Linked DNA regions of Mus musculus: region 2 is linked to region 1. Evidence: chromatin contacts called from public Hi-C data. All regions are on one chromosome and are shown on one strand. Each heading gives the region's core, a stretch centred on a gene start, on an enhancer-like site or on the middle of the called end of the contact. The rest is flanking DNA. Distances are from core to core; before and after follow the strand shown. Region 1 overlaps Ppip5k2 (diphosphoinositol pentakisphosphate kinase 2). Region 2 overlaps Gin1 (gypsy retrotransposon integrase 1).

What was found. A called contact is a pair of places that touch in the nucleus more often than the background predicts.
Region 2: a contact with region 1 is called in a Hi-C map of the HPC-7 cell line, with 1.7 times the contacts expected there. The contact joins two enhancer-like sites. A contact is called at or near these places in 5 of 39 promoter capture datasets (the C10 cell line, the HPC-7 cell line, fetal liver and 2 more), 3 of 484 Hi-C or Micro-C datasets (the G1E-ER4 cell line, the HPC-7 cell line and round spermatid), 1 of 115 datasets of contacts at active chromatin or transcription factors (embryonic stem cells) and 3 of 9 other capture datasets (adipose tissue, liver and pancreatic islet).

What each region holds. Positions count from the first base shown.
Region 1 is chr1:97,701,264-97,708,662 of GRCm38.p6, reverse strand. Ppip5k2 (diphosphoinositol pentakisphosphate kinase 2) reads left to right here. Exons shown (of 28, transcript NM_173760.5): 28 at 833-2,620. The coding sequence ends at 945. Among named protein-coding and RNA genes, the nearest start is that of Macir, 43 kb to the right of the region's middle. Within about 2 kb of position 3,027, at least 16 of the 459 cell types and tissues checked have an H3K27ac peak or open chromatin away from gene starts, as enhancers often do. A contact at or near this core is called in the HPC-7 cell line, where this site is marked.
Region 2 is chr1:97,779,256-97,786,654 of GRCm38.p6, reverse strand. Gin1 (gypsy retrotransposon integrase 1) reads right to left here. Exons shown (of 8, transcript NM_026250.3): 4 at 3,423-3,728; 5 at 1,711-1,902; 6 at 1,433-1,600; 7 at 397-679. Among named protein-coding and RNA genes, the nearest start is that of Gin1, 13 kb to the right of the region's middle. Within about 2 kb of position 4,869, at least 10 of the 459 cell types and tissues checked have an H3K27ac peak or open chromatin away from gene starts, as enhancers often do. A contact at or near this core is called in the HPC-7 cell line, where this site is marked.

The DNA of each region.
Region 1 (7,399 bases), core at 1,778-4,277:
ACTAGTAAGACTCACTGTTATGCTGGAGATTTAGCCAAGTTCTGTGATGGACCTTGAGAACGATTCTCAGATAAAAGGTGTTAGGAAGGAGTGATGGAGGACCACGCTGTGCTGCTTTCTCCTCACACAAGTTGATTCTGCTCCAGTAACTGTCCGATTCTGTCACTTTCTGCTATCCTGATAACACCATCGTTAAGGTTGTTCTTTCTGTCTGTGGCCAAGCAATTGTGGGTCATATGAAGAAATGTCAGCCTGACAGACATGTGCCTGTACAGTAAAGTAGAGCTGTAACTACACTGAGATTAGCTCTCTGACTAGGCCTGACTCTGATGTTGGTTCTGAGTTGAGAGGGAGGGCTTCTGGCCTTCCAGCCTTCCATCTTGGCATAGGAATGAGATGGAAGGCATAAGAGGATATGGTTCCTAGAGAGGGAATTACATCCAGTTTTAAGCAAGTTTCATTTAAATTTCCTTTCAAATATAAGCAGAGACAGTTCTAATTGGCAGTTGTATTTCTATATCTGGAGCTAAGGGGAAAGACCTGGCAACAAGGATGAATGAGATTAATAGAATGGATTGTACTTATGATGGAAATGAATATTTGCTATGAAGAATATAGAGTGAACTATAAAAAGCTGGTTTTAGGAACACAGCCTGTTTGTCGTTACTTTTCTGTATTTGTGTTGACTTGTAAAACATTAGTGTCATATTGAAAGCCTGCAATGTTTTATCATAACTGTAGCGCATACAGCCACATCGCCCACCAGCGTTCTCTTAACCCTGTTGATTGGTGCAAATCCCAACGGCACTGGTTCTTTCTTCTGTTTGTATAGCAGCCGGCGGACCATCTCAGGCAATGGCTCCCCATACCTCATCTCGGAAGAAGAGCATAAATAGCAAAACCGAGGGGCATGAACCCAAGAAAAGCACTGGGAAGAAAAGATGAGCACACACCAGAACCGAAAGTTTCCATGCTTATAAAGGGACTTGTTGCTTAGCAAAAAGAATGTCTAAGAAACCTTGACTGAAGCTGGTCAGAGCCAGTGATTCATGTGTTATCATGCTTTACTTTATACATCTGTGTATTTCTTTAAACACCTCGAAAGCTAGAGGACCTCCTGTTTTTATTCAAACAAGGAGCTCTGGCAGGATCTAGAAATGTTCAAAAGAATGTCTGTCCGCTTTGTGTAAGGAAATTCATGACAACTGCTATTGCTGTCACTGTGATGATTCCCATGTGCCTGTGGCAGAGACAAAGGACACAGGAACCCGGCTGACTGGTACCAAAGTGCACTCTCTTCAGGTGCCTCTACACACATGCATTTCTACAGAATTACACTTAGCGAGTGGGATTGGACAGGCAAAGATCATGTGTTGATGACTTTTTTTAAAAAGTACATTTCCAAAGAGATCTCGTTGACCATTTACATTACAATGTTTTTGTCATTGCTACAGTAACATATGCTGCAATATTTATTGACTGGATTATATAGACCATGAATTATTTTTTCAATTTGTGCTTTGAATTTTTTATTGTGAATTATTTAAAATATTACAAATGCAGGTGGGAGAACTATACCTTTATACACATAAATTTACAAGTTAATCTGTAGAAAATATTTTCTTTATACATATCTTTACCATCAAGAAAAATTTCTTGGTTCACCAAGAAAAGGTTTTTTTTTTTTTTTGTATTAGCAAGAGAGGCAATTTTTTAGAGTTTCTTTTTATGAACTGTAACTGCTAAATTTGTAAATCTTACACGTGATTTTCTGAGTTTTTCTTGAGACCTATGGACTCAGGTCTATGATGCGAGTTCTGCTGTTCATAAGTGTCATCCAGGGTATAGTTCTTGTGTTTCCATTCTTATGTCCAGTGTATTTGATGATTTCACCAAGAAAACTCAAAAGATTGAACATTTGTAGTAAGTAAATGGTGTTTACAAATGATGAGATTTGGAAGAAAGATGGAGATGACTATTGTAATTTCGTCTAATATTTAAATAAAAGGACATCATTCTCCTTGGTGCTCTTTCTCCCTGATGCACAAGTAATTGTTTGAAATATTTTAAATTACTCACAAACTAAACAACCTGCTAAATAAAAATCTCAAACATTGGCTATAATGCAACTTAAGGTAGTAAGCTGTAGCTTCAAGCTTATGTTTAGAAGTACTGGACCCTTATTGTATAGTTAGTGTAATTCTTCAAAAGAGACTTCTAACCTTAAATAATCTTACATGAACTGACTTCTAGAGAATAGGCGTATTATATTATCTTGGTTGTTTAAAAAGGGATGAGATACAGAAGCTCCAAATATATACAAATAAATAAGTACATATATACTTCACTTGAATGTAAATGGATTATATGGTGGTAAATCTTGTAAACAATCGAATGTATGTATGTTCTCTGTGTGTGAATATGTGATTAATGTACTCATGGGGGGTGAGGAGACTACTTTTATTTTTTAAGTGGAATGAATTAAAATTCTTTTTAGAATAAGAGTGACTTGAATTTAAAGCATTTTATTTGTGTTCTTTCTTTTATGTTTTGAAATAGAAAATCCCCAGCAGCATTTTACATTAAGTACTATTCAATAAAACTCATGAGTGAGCATACACATAGCAGTGTATTGTCCTCTGCCTTATGAAGTATGTTAGCACTCGCTTTCCTCAGTATTAATCAGTAATTTCGGCTTTACCTTATTCACCCCAATCAATACTGTTGCTTTGTATGCTCATCTCTTTGCAAGAATCATAGAATTGTTTTTTAAAACACACTATCAGAGAGTCAATTTCATAACAGCAAAATAACATCACCACCATTTATGGAAGTTTGTCTGAAATAGCTGTTTCTACCAGTACTCAGGAGATGTGGGGTTTGAGAGTTTTTTAAGTGCTAAAACATGTTTATTTTTTATTTGTTTATTTATTTTGGGGTTGGGTTTGTTTGGTTTTATTTTTTGCTGCCCACTTTTCCAGCCAGCAAAGAAATGAGGAAGTCAAGCTTGAGGAATTGTCAAGTCACCCTGAGCTGTTTGTTAGTCTTGATAATTTATCATTCATTCCTTAACCCTCAGGAATCCTATATCTCAGGCCTAATAGCCTGTTGGCAGGCCCTGCTGGCCTGCTTTTAATGAGGTACATAGTCCATTCTGTATGACTAATAAACTCAAGAGGGAATTTGTTAATACACAGCTATCATGTATTAAAAAGAAGTATACTGGACATTTTAAGACAAACAGAAAATTGAGACAGAAAGGAAACTGTGATGTGGCAGAGCACGTGGCCCTGTGCTCGATATTTGTACAGCTCAAAAAACACGATAGGTGACAGCAATGAAGAAAGTTTAAAGTTTCAAGAGGAATCTGATGTAAAACTCAGGACTGTTGGGAGCCCTTAACTGGAGGCCGGACTTGTACAGAGGGAGAAGGAGAGGGGAGCGTAAATAGCAGTAAGGATGTTTGAAAAGGCCATAGGAAGCCATTATTTTCTGTTTAAGTATAAATATGTATAAAAAACTTAAATTGAATTATGCCTTATGCCACCTGGGGTAATAATACTTCCTCCAAAAGCCATAGCCTGTCTAACTACAACAACAACAAAACAAACAAACAAACAAACAGTTCCAGGAATGGAAAGCTTATTCTCAAGTTGTTGGTCCGAGTAGACCAAGAGATTGCCAAAGCATTACTATTGCCCTAGGTTGCCTCCCAGAACCTGAAGGATCTATTGCTGAAGATAGCACACATGTTGGACATAGGACTTGAGGGAATCACCCTGGGGACTAGAGATAACAGTATCCAAAGGTTCTACAAAAGCTGCCAAGGTAGGTAAGATGTTAGTCCTCACCAGCTATAAACTCATGAATCACAACAGTGACTACCCCAGCAAGTACAACAGTAGTACTTCTATCTTGGGAGAAACCAATAGCTGTGTAGTTGGACTTGAGGCTCCACTCACTGAAGGGAAGTCCTGCCTAGTACTAGGAACCAAGTTACCTACCTGTGACTGCAGATGTCATGGGCCCCTTTATAAATACAGTCTAAATATTTATCATTTTCCCAACAGATAAGTACAGCTCTCTTACCTCATCAGCAGATTCTTATTGTAGTATATGGAGATTGTTACGGAAATCTACATCGGGTCCTAATGCAGAGAACAACTGACTGTGGAGTGCCAGATGCCAATTAATAAGCATTAAGTTAACAATGCAACCCCCTACACGCCTGAGGTTGAGGGGACATTGCAGAAGAGAGGGCAGAAAGACTGGAAGAGCAGGAAGCCTGACCAGGGAACATGAAGATTCAGCAATACTGTGGCCTAAACAAGACTTGAATAATGACTACATCCGTTGACATGGTGACATGCGTGGGGAAAGTTTCACAAGGCCTCACCTCTCGAAGGGCTACAGGCAATCATTGGGTACATAGAGAATACATGTTCTCCAGAATAAATGGATGAGCCTCCTGATCCAGGCCCAAAACACATGTATACGCAAGCGATACTAACTGGACTTAGCAAGTTCAATCGATGGATAGATGGACAGAAGCATGGGACAATCATGAGAGGTCATGGATTTGAGGGAATGGGGATTTTAAGGACGTGGGGGGAATTGAGAGTGGAAGAAATGTAAATACAATAATCAGCTATGAAATTCTCACCTTTTTAATTTAAAAAACCAACCTCATTAGCTAATGAGAAAGTGTTTTGACCAGGACTCTCCAGGTTTCTCTATAGTTTTTACTGCCTACTGTTAATGTAGTTTCATGCTAGAGTAGAGCCAAGATTTCACTTGTTTGCTGTTCAAGCTTCCCTAGAAGGCTCTCTGTCTCTCCGGGGAACTGGTCAAGCTGCTTTATTAACACCATTCTCCTTTCATTGTTTGAACAGCATGGAGTACCCTGTTATTGTACGGGTGGTGGGACCCCCACTGCAGTAGCCCCAGCTCTAGCCCCTCTCTCATGCTGCCATACCTACTGAAATGTATGCCTCTGGTTTCCCTTTTTCTAGAAAGCTGGGTACCAAAATGTTATCACTCAAAGCTCCATCATATTTCTATTCATGTTTATGGAAGATCCAATTTCTCTCTTTAGAATATAAGATTATAAAATACATTCCTTAATGTATGCTATATATTTTTAATGAATCACTGTTCGTATATATATCAGTGAGATGCACTAGTTACTTCCCCTTTGACCTTTGCACTATGTTACAGATAGAAATAGCAAAATTAAAATCTCCACTTAGGAATTTCTCTCCATCGTTTTAATCTCTGGTTTTTCCTTACTCTTTCTTTGTGGCTGTTTCCTAGCACATATAAATTATTTATGGCCACTTTACATTTGACTTTTATCCTAAAATATCACTTTACCCTATTGCATGTTTTGGACACTAAGTAGTTATGTAGTTGAGTTTATGGCCTATTACTTTGTATTCATATGTTCTATTAGTTGGAATCTTTTGTAGGAGTTGGCATATTATTTACAATGGGCTTTGCTTTAAAACTAATATCAAGATCTCTTGCAAAAGGTTTGTATAGTTCATTGATCTGTAATGTACCTTTGGAGGCAATACTTTCTGCTACTGTTGTCTTTACACTTTTCATCTTTCTGTAACCATACTTTTCATTGTGGAGAAGAAAATACCAATTAAAACTGGCTTAAACTGCTATGACAGTCATTATATATTTCTTAAGGTCTAAAAGCAGAGTTGGCCCCAGCCATCTTGCTATCTGCAATTATGTCATCAGTGACCTCATTTGTCTTGCTCTCTCCATTGACATAACGCAAACTTTATCTCAACAGTGTTTCACCTCATGCTCATCAGATGGCTTTCAATGGCAATTAGGGCTACATCCTTCCTTATTCATAGCTAGCCTAGCAAAAATTCATGGCAATTCTACCACAGTGATGAAATAGCTGTTCATTTAGTATAGTCAGAACAACTTGGTTGACCACCTCTCTGTCCACTCCCATGTTAATAGCATTCATGGAAAATTCCATGAACTGGAGCTGATGACCACTCAGCGTTGACACTTTGAACCAGATAATTGATCTGTGTTTAAAGATACTGAGCAACGTCTGTGAGAAACTGAGGTGCCACAGTAGTCATTTAAGATAAGGACCCAAGATGGGGTTACAAAACAGAGTACCCTAGGCTCCTGTCCCATCTCCCTCCAGTGGACAGGGATGAGGGGTGGTGATCTGTTGCTATCCAGGCAGGAGAAATTCACTGACGTGCAATGAACAATGCCTTACCACGTTGTGCCCTGAAGTAGGAGAAAACAACTTGTGTGGAGAAAACCCCAGTCAAGGCCTTGAAATAAATGAGTGCCTGCCTGGGATAAAGCTGGGTGTGGGCCCATCTCAGAGGGTCCCGGCCGACTATAGTTCTCTGCAGAGATTTGTGCTCTGATCTTAAGTGTTCCCTCTTGAAGTGTACTATACCAGGACTAATTTCCAGCGAGTAAGCCTGTAAGATCACATAGGACTTGGAGCTGGAGCTGACTCGCCCTGCTCTGTACCCTACATGCCAGTAACCCCTCCCACCCACCAAGAATGTCAGTCAAAAGCCTATCCATGTTATCAAATACACCCTAGTTAGAAACAACTGCTGTTATCCATACAACCCTACTTGGGAGAGAGAAGAACATAACCCGAATACTATTCTGATAGAAATGGGAAGGGGACAGGTAATGGGTGAATGCCAGCCATGTCTGTATGCACTGTGTTTGCTGCTGTTGGCTTATCCCAGTGATGGCTGTCACCTTAACTACAAACAAAGCTACACATTTCATCCGTGCACTGTCTGTGGGCTCACTGCTGTAACTGGCATCCAACTGGAATGCCTGCGCTTCTATTCAACCGCTGTGTTAGTTATGTTGTCTTCTTCACTCGCAGCTTCCGTTACTGACCTCTGTGCCCACACATAAGTTTATCATTTGACGTGTTACACCAGAGCTCCTGGATAAACAAACTGATGAAATGATTCTACCTGGGCGCCCTGCGCCCCTTTCCTTCACCCACTCTGTTTCTTTCCCAGACGGGTAGTCAGCCTGGCTTTATTTTCTTCTCTCCATTTCTTTTAGGAACTCGGCTGATGCTGCAGTTCTTTTTGTGGCTTCGCCACGGTGTTCCTGCTTACCTCGGCCTGCGTGTGCCCTTCATTTTCATACATACTGTGGCGGATGATTGCATATGTGGTCACAGTTTCCATGCCTTCAGTGGATCAGTTTTCTCTGCCGAGTTGGCTTTCCCCTACAGAATAAATGCTACCGTTTCTTCTGTTTGTCTCCCCCTTTTCTTGGATGATTTTGCATAAGTACTGCATCTTCATTCTTAATTACTACTTATCCTTAGGTAGTAAGTGTGTTTTCATCTATTCTGTACAGTTTGTGG
Region 2 (7,399 bases), core at 3,620-6,119, 76 kb before region 1:
ATCAATCAATCAATCACTCATTAATCAATCTTACATGCTTGTTTCCTAATGAAAGAGAAAGAAAAAGAGTGGATGAGGGTGGGGGGGGGGGTGGGGAGGATCTGAGGTAGTTAGAGAAGGGAAAAAGGTAATCAGAATATATTGGATGAAAAAAAGATAATCAGAATATATTGTATAAAAATCTATTTTCAACAAAAAACTAAAAAGAAAAATGAGTTTATGAAAGTACATTCTAATCAGACTCCTGGAGAGAAGTAAGACCATCAAGTTTTATAAAACTTAGATGGAGAGGATTTTAACCGAAGGAAGGAAGGAAGGAAGGAAGGAAGGAAGGTAGGTTGAAAGTCTAATCTTTCTTGTGGAAACTAACACCCTAGAGAGGTAGCAGATACTTACCCTGCTCACTGGACTCTCTCACATAGGGCCTAAGGTGGGACATTTTGATAGGTCGTTTGAGTCTGGTTCCCGTGTTATCTCTGAGGACAGCACATCCACTTTCTGTAATGTAGTCGATGACACAAGGCCCGACCCACTCAGACTGGAAGCGGCCATCCTTCCACCAGTTCTTCCTCTGTCGTAAAACCTCATGACCCACTTTCAAATGAAAGGGATTTAACTGCTTTGCTTTCTTTTTAACAACTTTGCTTTTACTCAGTTCATCCGAATTGTTGTTCTCCATCTATAATGCAAAGAATAATCATGACAGGCCTTGAATATAACGGCACACGCTGATTAGATTATGGCAATGCTATTATTGAACTGCTCCTGAGCTGAAGCATGGACTCCTCATGTGTTCTAAGCACACTTTAAAGTCAGTATCGGCACTCTGTACACAGAGGGCAGAAAGCAGGCCAAGTGACTTGGAATACTTGGATTCACATGGACTGAGTACAGAATTCTCCAACTGCTAACAGGAATTCTCACAGGTTAGAAACCAGGTCTACCCAGTCTCCCCAGTTCATGACTTTCCTGTAAGCCTCTCAGAATTTCATAGCCTATGAGCACACTGTTTAGGGTTTGGAGAACATGTTCAGTGGGAAATGCCTGAAACACTCATGAGGACCTGGGTTAGATTCCCGGCATGCCTTGCACATGGCAGCACATGGCAGTAACCCCTGCAACTGGGGGGAAAGGAGGTGGAAAGGACTGGGACTGAAGCATCCAGGGGCTCTCTGGTCAGCTGGTCCAGCTGTGTCGGTGAGCTCTGGTTTCAGTGAGCAACCTTGGCTCAAAATATAAGGAAGATATTACGTGTCCATTACTAGTCTCCACACACTTGCTTACACATGAGGACATGCATAAAAAACGCCTCCCCCTTTTCTTGCTTTTTTTCATGGCCACATATGTGAACATGTCCACATGCTGAGATTTTAAACACAATTCCTCTTTGGTAGGGGTCCACAAAGGGAACTTTCCTAGTAGATAGAATCACCTGGCTCGATGCTGGTGTCTTGTTCTCCACCACGCCATCAGCCTCTCTAATCGCAGCTACGATTCTGGCAAACACACTTGTACCTTCACTGCCCTCTTCAGGAGGACACTCCAACACGCAAGGATTCCGATTGAACATTTGGAAATACGGTGTGTTTTTATTAGGCTCCTATTTTAAAGAAAACCAGGACATTTGTAATTAAATAAAACAACCCTCCCCAAACCCTTTCATATCCCTGGAATTTAGAATGAGCAATGAATAATAAAAAAGGCACCTACCAAGTGAGTGACATTGAAGGCAAAGGAAAGGGCTGGCAGATGCTCATCCCAGCTGTTGGGGTGGTCGGCACAGTGTTTGGAGAGGAATGTTTTGATGGTGCTAGGTGTGTTTTCAGCTGGATTAACACTTCCAGAAGCACGAGAAATTACAATCTCTTTTGCACCAAATAATCTATATAGTTCTACATTGATCTAAAAAATATGAAAAGAAAACAGACTGCTTAAAGTTCACACTTTCCCTCTGGCTTAAAAAAATTTCAAGAAACCCAGATTTTGTCTTCCATTGGCCACAGGCATTTAGATAAAACACATGCATTTGGGTAAAGTCCTACAGACTGAGTCTGATCCACATATTAGTTTTGTCTTACATTTTTGTCATAACATGCTAAGACAATTTTATGATGTATTACTAACTTCATTTTAAAGACAGAAGCTTATTAATTAAGCTTTGGTAGTCTAAGCACCTTAAGGAAAAACAGAATTCAAAACTAACTCTGTGATCATGTCACTTTTTAATTCAGACACTGTAAGTAAGTAATGTAAAACAACTATTTTTCTGCCTTGATGATCCCAGTTGTTGTTGCTGTGTTATTATTTAGTTTAATTTAGCTAACCTTCCACTGATAAGTTTCTCTGTATATGTATGTATGTGTATGTATGTATATGTATATCTATCTATCTATCTATCTATCTATCTATCTCTCCAACCAAACACACTTTCCCCAAGACCCTCAGAGGGTAGACATGGTCACATGAAAGCTATAGTAGAAAAAAATTTAAATTAAAATTGCTGTACAAACTCGGCAAGCACTAGCTTTTTTGTTCCCTGTCCTCTCTTGTTAACTGTAATATAAATATTATGACCTGGGCTCTGGTGGCTCTACTGTTAGCACAAGACTGACAATTCCACTCCAAAGATAGAAGAGTAGTGTGGAGCCTGGGTCCCACTGATGCTCAACTTTCACGCTAACCTTCTCTTTTATGTGAGTACAAAACTTCTATTTCAATTGTGATCTTGGGAAAGGAAGAGGAATTCTTTATTGCTTGCACCTGAGTATGACTCCTCACCAACTCTTAGGTGGGAGGCTGTAAGACTCTTGAGTTACGTGACCACTATGGGTAGCTTGGTGAAATTTAGATTTTGTATTCATAAATTCACTTAATGGTTGAAATGAAAGAAGGACTGAGGAATCTACTTCTACTAGCTGTTTTCCACTTTTCCCCTACTGTGCTTCACATACCATATGTGCCTAATGAATGACTTAGTGTGCTATGTTAATGTGCAACATTAGTGAAGACTTTTCGTTTGTCTACATATTAGTATGTATATATACATATACATATTTAGTTAGTATACATATTATCACAGCTACCTATGTAAATATATAATATGCACATATAAAATTATTCTTAATATTTTAACATGATATAAATATGTTCAATTATAGCACTCGTTAACATCATTTTATTATATTTTTATTTTTAGTTGTTCTTAAGCTTCAAGTAAAAAAGTATTATTTGATCCAATCATCTCATTTTAGTTTAAAGAGATCAAAAGATAGGTTTACAACAAAATCTAGTAGTATACATTATCTACCTCCATATTTACAGAAATTTATTTCAGTGTATTAAACACCCTCTAAAACACAAAGCACGGTGTGCCAGACACTGAAAGAGTGATACATGCTCCCGAATGTGAGTACTTTTCCTACCTGTTCAATGAATTCATCTCTTTGGTCCATTATTATTTTCTGAGGAGGTCCATATAGAAAAAATATATTGATAATAGCTTTAGAAATTTCTGATGCTGAAACATCACATAAAGGCAAAATCATAACCCATTTTGTGAACAAATCTGTCATGATTATAGCATACACATGACTTCTGTTGCTTGTATGGAAAGGTCCCATCAGATCAACAGTAACTACACTCCACGGGTTTCCCACCATGGGAAGGTGCTGCTGAGGTGCTACGATAACTGTATTTTTTGCTACTTGGCAATGCTGACAAGCATATACCTACAGAGAGGCACACAATAAGGAAAATACATATAAATGTTAAAATATTCACTATAACATAAATCAGTTTTATAAAGCAGAATCTTAACATGGTCAACAGGTACTGTGTGTCTTAGAAATTCCTTTAAATGATACCTTTTATTTGGAACACCAGGCAATTACCAGTGGCAGCAGCTGTGCAGCTAGTAAGTCCAAAGAGCCGCAGCACAGGGGCTCTTCCCTGCTACTTGGACTAAACGACGGTCTCAGTAGGCTCTTACGCAAATGAAATGGAATTCTGGTTCATATGCAAATATATACTGAATCAAGATCTCAAGTAAGTTTTCTATTATTTTATCTTTAGCTGACAAAAAATTTCTACAACTAGCTGTGGTGGCTAGTTTAGACGCTGCAGAGCTGCCATAGTCACAGAATCAGCACAACAATGGCCCCAAAATAAATAAATAAATAAATAAATAAATAAATTCAAGTTGGGTTATATAATAAGAGCTTATCTTTAAAAAAAAAGGAAGAATACAAAAAGGAAAAACTAACCTCAAATGAACTATCATGCAATATTCTCCTTTTCCATAATTTTAAGCCACCATGGAACTATGTAATAAAGTATACATACAAATGATATTTCTTCCTACAATTTTTATTCTACAGTTTATTCATTCGTCTATTTCACTAATATTTGCTAAACTGCAATTTTAATAAAAAAAATAAGGATGGCAGAAACCTTCCCACTACCTAGGGAAAGCCTAGGTACCATGAACCTTCATGCAATGTCCGTGTTTCTCAACCTGTGGCCTGAGACCCCTTGGGGGTTGCATATCATATAACCTGCATATCAAAGAGCTATAGTACGATTTATAACAGTAGCAAAATGACAGCTATGAAGTAATAAAATAATTTTATGGTTGAGGTCACCACAACATGAGAAACTATAAGCGTCACAGCATCAGGAAGGTTGAGAACCACTGCTGACTAATTTATAGAAGGTATTATTTTTAAAACATTTCCAGAATCTCAGTTAGGAAAGTATTTTCAACCAACTTCTAAGAAAAAAAATGTAGAACAAAACCACAATACTTCCTCATTATGGTAAGAGTCTTTTGTTTAACGGCGATAGGTAGGAGGGCAGATGGTGTGAAGGCACAGAAGCATGGACAAGAAATGGGAGTGGACCGGTCTGGACAGTCCTCCTCATCTGATGCCTGATCATCTCACTTCTCAGCTTAAATGCATTCCCCAGTGTTGCGCGCGCTCAACAGGCCAGGAAGAACGACGCTGCTACAGGATCCTTCTGCACACGTTTATTCAGTCCTGTTTCTTCTTTCTCTATATCTCCCTTGTTCATATCTCCCCTGTTTATATCTCCCCTGTTTTTATATCTCCCCTTGTTTATATCTCCCTTGTTTATATCTCCCTTGTTTTTATATCTCCCCTGTTTATATATCTCCCCACTAATAGTAATCCTCTCTCGAATAATAATCCTCCCTCTAACCCGGGCCTCTCACTCTTATATACTCTCAGTTCCCATCCACGCACAGCAGGCCACGCCACCTCACCAGGCACACAGCTTCAGCTAATCAGGGCAGCAGGGGCATATCTCCATCAAAATGGATTCACCAGTATCCTGGTACACCTGTGCAGCTCTCAAGATGTTTGTGGCTTATATGAGGAAGTCAGGTGCAAGTCATAAGACTTAGCTGCAGTGCCTGGCACTTTTGGGACTGCCGCCACACCTGCTCCCCACAATTCCCCCTTTTTTCTTTTTTGGCAGAGAGAATGTCTGTAGATAGCCCCCAGCAGCCATGCCCCTTACCCGTCCTTGGGTGACAAACAGCATTGGTTTGATCCCTGTCTTAGGTTGGTGACATGCCCAGGGAGTCTTATCACTGATTACCTCTCTATCATGCCAAGCCACTCCTGGGGAGATTGTGTTTTGCTTGCGGCAGGTGCATCAAAAGGCCAGGATATTAATTAACCTATGGCCAGATCTTAATTGCTGCAAGCAAGCCTCATGGGTGAAGGTAGAGGTCTGATCCCCAGTGTGCAAGCATAGGGGCCCTACACAAAACCATCCCTTAGGCTCATCACCCAGAGAGGTCTTGGCCAGCTCCCGTGTCGTTTTTCCTGAGGGAAGGGAACTAGGACACTGAACCTTCATGCAATCAGACATACCTTCCACAGGATGCCAACAGCAAGCTATCCTCTGTGCAGTGCTTAGCCTCGCACCCCACGGCATAACGCAGCATAATTTCTTTTAGAGCGGCAAACCGAATCTGAGGAGATTGTCCCGCCTCCACTGCAGCAAAAGCCTACGCTACCATGGCGAAAGTGCGGGTCGCACACTCTGCACCTAACACATGTGCCAAACACAAAACACACACACACTATAACAAGCATACATCCCAGGGCTCTCATCCCCGCTCATCTTCCCTGAAGCAAGGGATAGATGGCCAGCGGGGCTATCTCTTTAGGGGGAATTCAGGGATCAAAAAGCGTGGAAAAATTTGAATGTCATGTCGAGCTGGTATCGGCTTCTGGAATACCGAAAGGATCTCCCATCTCGGCTCCATCGTTTGTGCTTGTGGGATCATCCACCACATCCACGGGGCAACTGGATCAGGAGCCTCATTCTTGTAGCGTCTCACCAATCTCTCCACCACCCAAAGAGGTTCAGTCTGGTCCTGTGGAAACACACAAACAGACCCTCTCGCCCACGTCAACACCTGATCTACTCGATCCCAGGGGAGATGGACACAATACCTCGTGGTAATGAGACCATAACCTCAATCACCTGTGTGTCCATCTGGGGAGTCAATAGCCAAATCTCTGGACAGAAGGTCCACCTACAGGTGGCTGCTGAGGAGGCATAGGGAGGCGGCACAAAAGCTAATTCGCCTTCCTCCTCCACCTCGGCTCTTTTATTTTGTCCTTTCTGTCCACCTGATAACACTGTCTTTCTTTTTCCTTTTTCTTTTTAAGCCCTTCTCCTTTTCCGACATACTTTCTTGTTGCTCTGTAAGGATTTTCTGACCTGTCTTGACTGCCTCTTGATTCAAACAGTAACAGAGTCCATATATCAGAACAAACAAGACCAAAACTATCAGACCTACCCACAAAGGGTCAATGGGAGAAAAAAGCATAACTACACAGCGAGGATCTATTGATCACTACACTGAGGTTATCATAGTTCCTTAACTTGTCCCCAAACAGGGAACCTTAACTTGTCCCAAAGCCGGGAACCTTAACTTGTCCCAAAGCCGGGAACCTTTCGTTACCTTGTGCCTGCTTCCTGGCAACTTTATATTCCCCTCTATTTTATCCGAGGTCCTTCCCAAACTCCTGGGTTACTTTGTGCCTACTTCCTGGCAACTTTATGCTCACCTCTATTTTATCCGAGGTCCTTCCCAAACTCCTGGGGTCGCAAGTTTCACTCACCGTGAACTTACCCTGCCTGCAACCACTGACTGCTGAAAGTTCTGAACTCGGTGGGGGAGTCGGTTCCCCGTACGGGCCACCAATTGTCGCGTCCACTCTCGACCAGCAAGAACGACACGACCACCAGTCCTTCTAACAGCAGTTTATTCAGTCCTCATCTTTCTTCTTTCTCTTCATCAGTACCGTTCCCCAGCTGAAGAGTTCTGAATCCACGCCGGATCCTTCTCAACAGTCTGTTT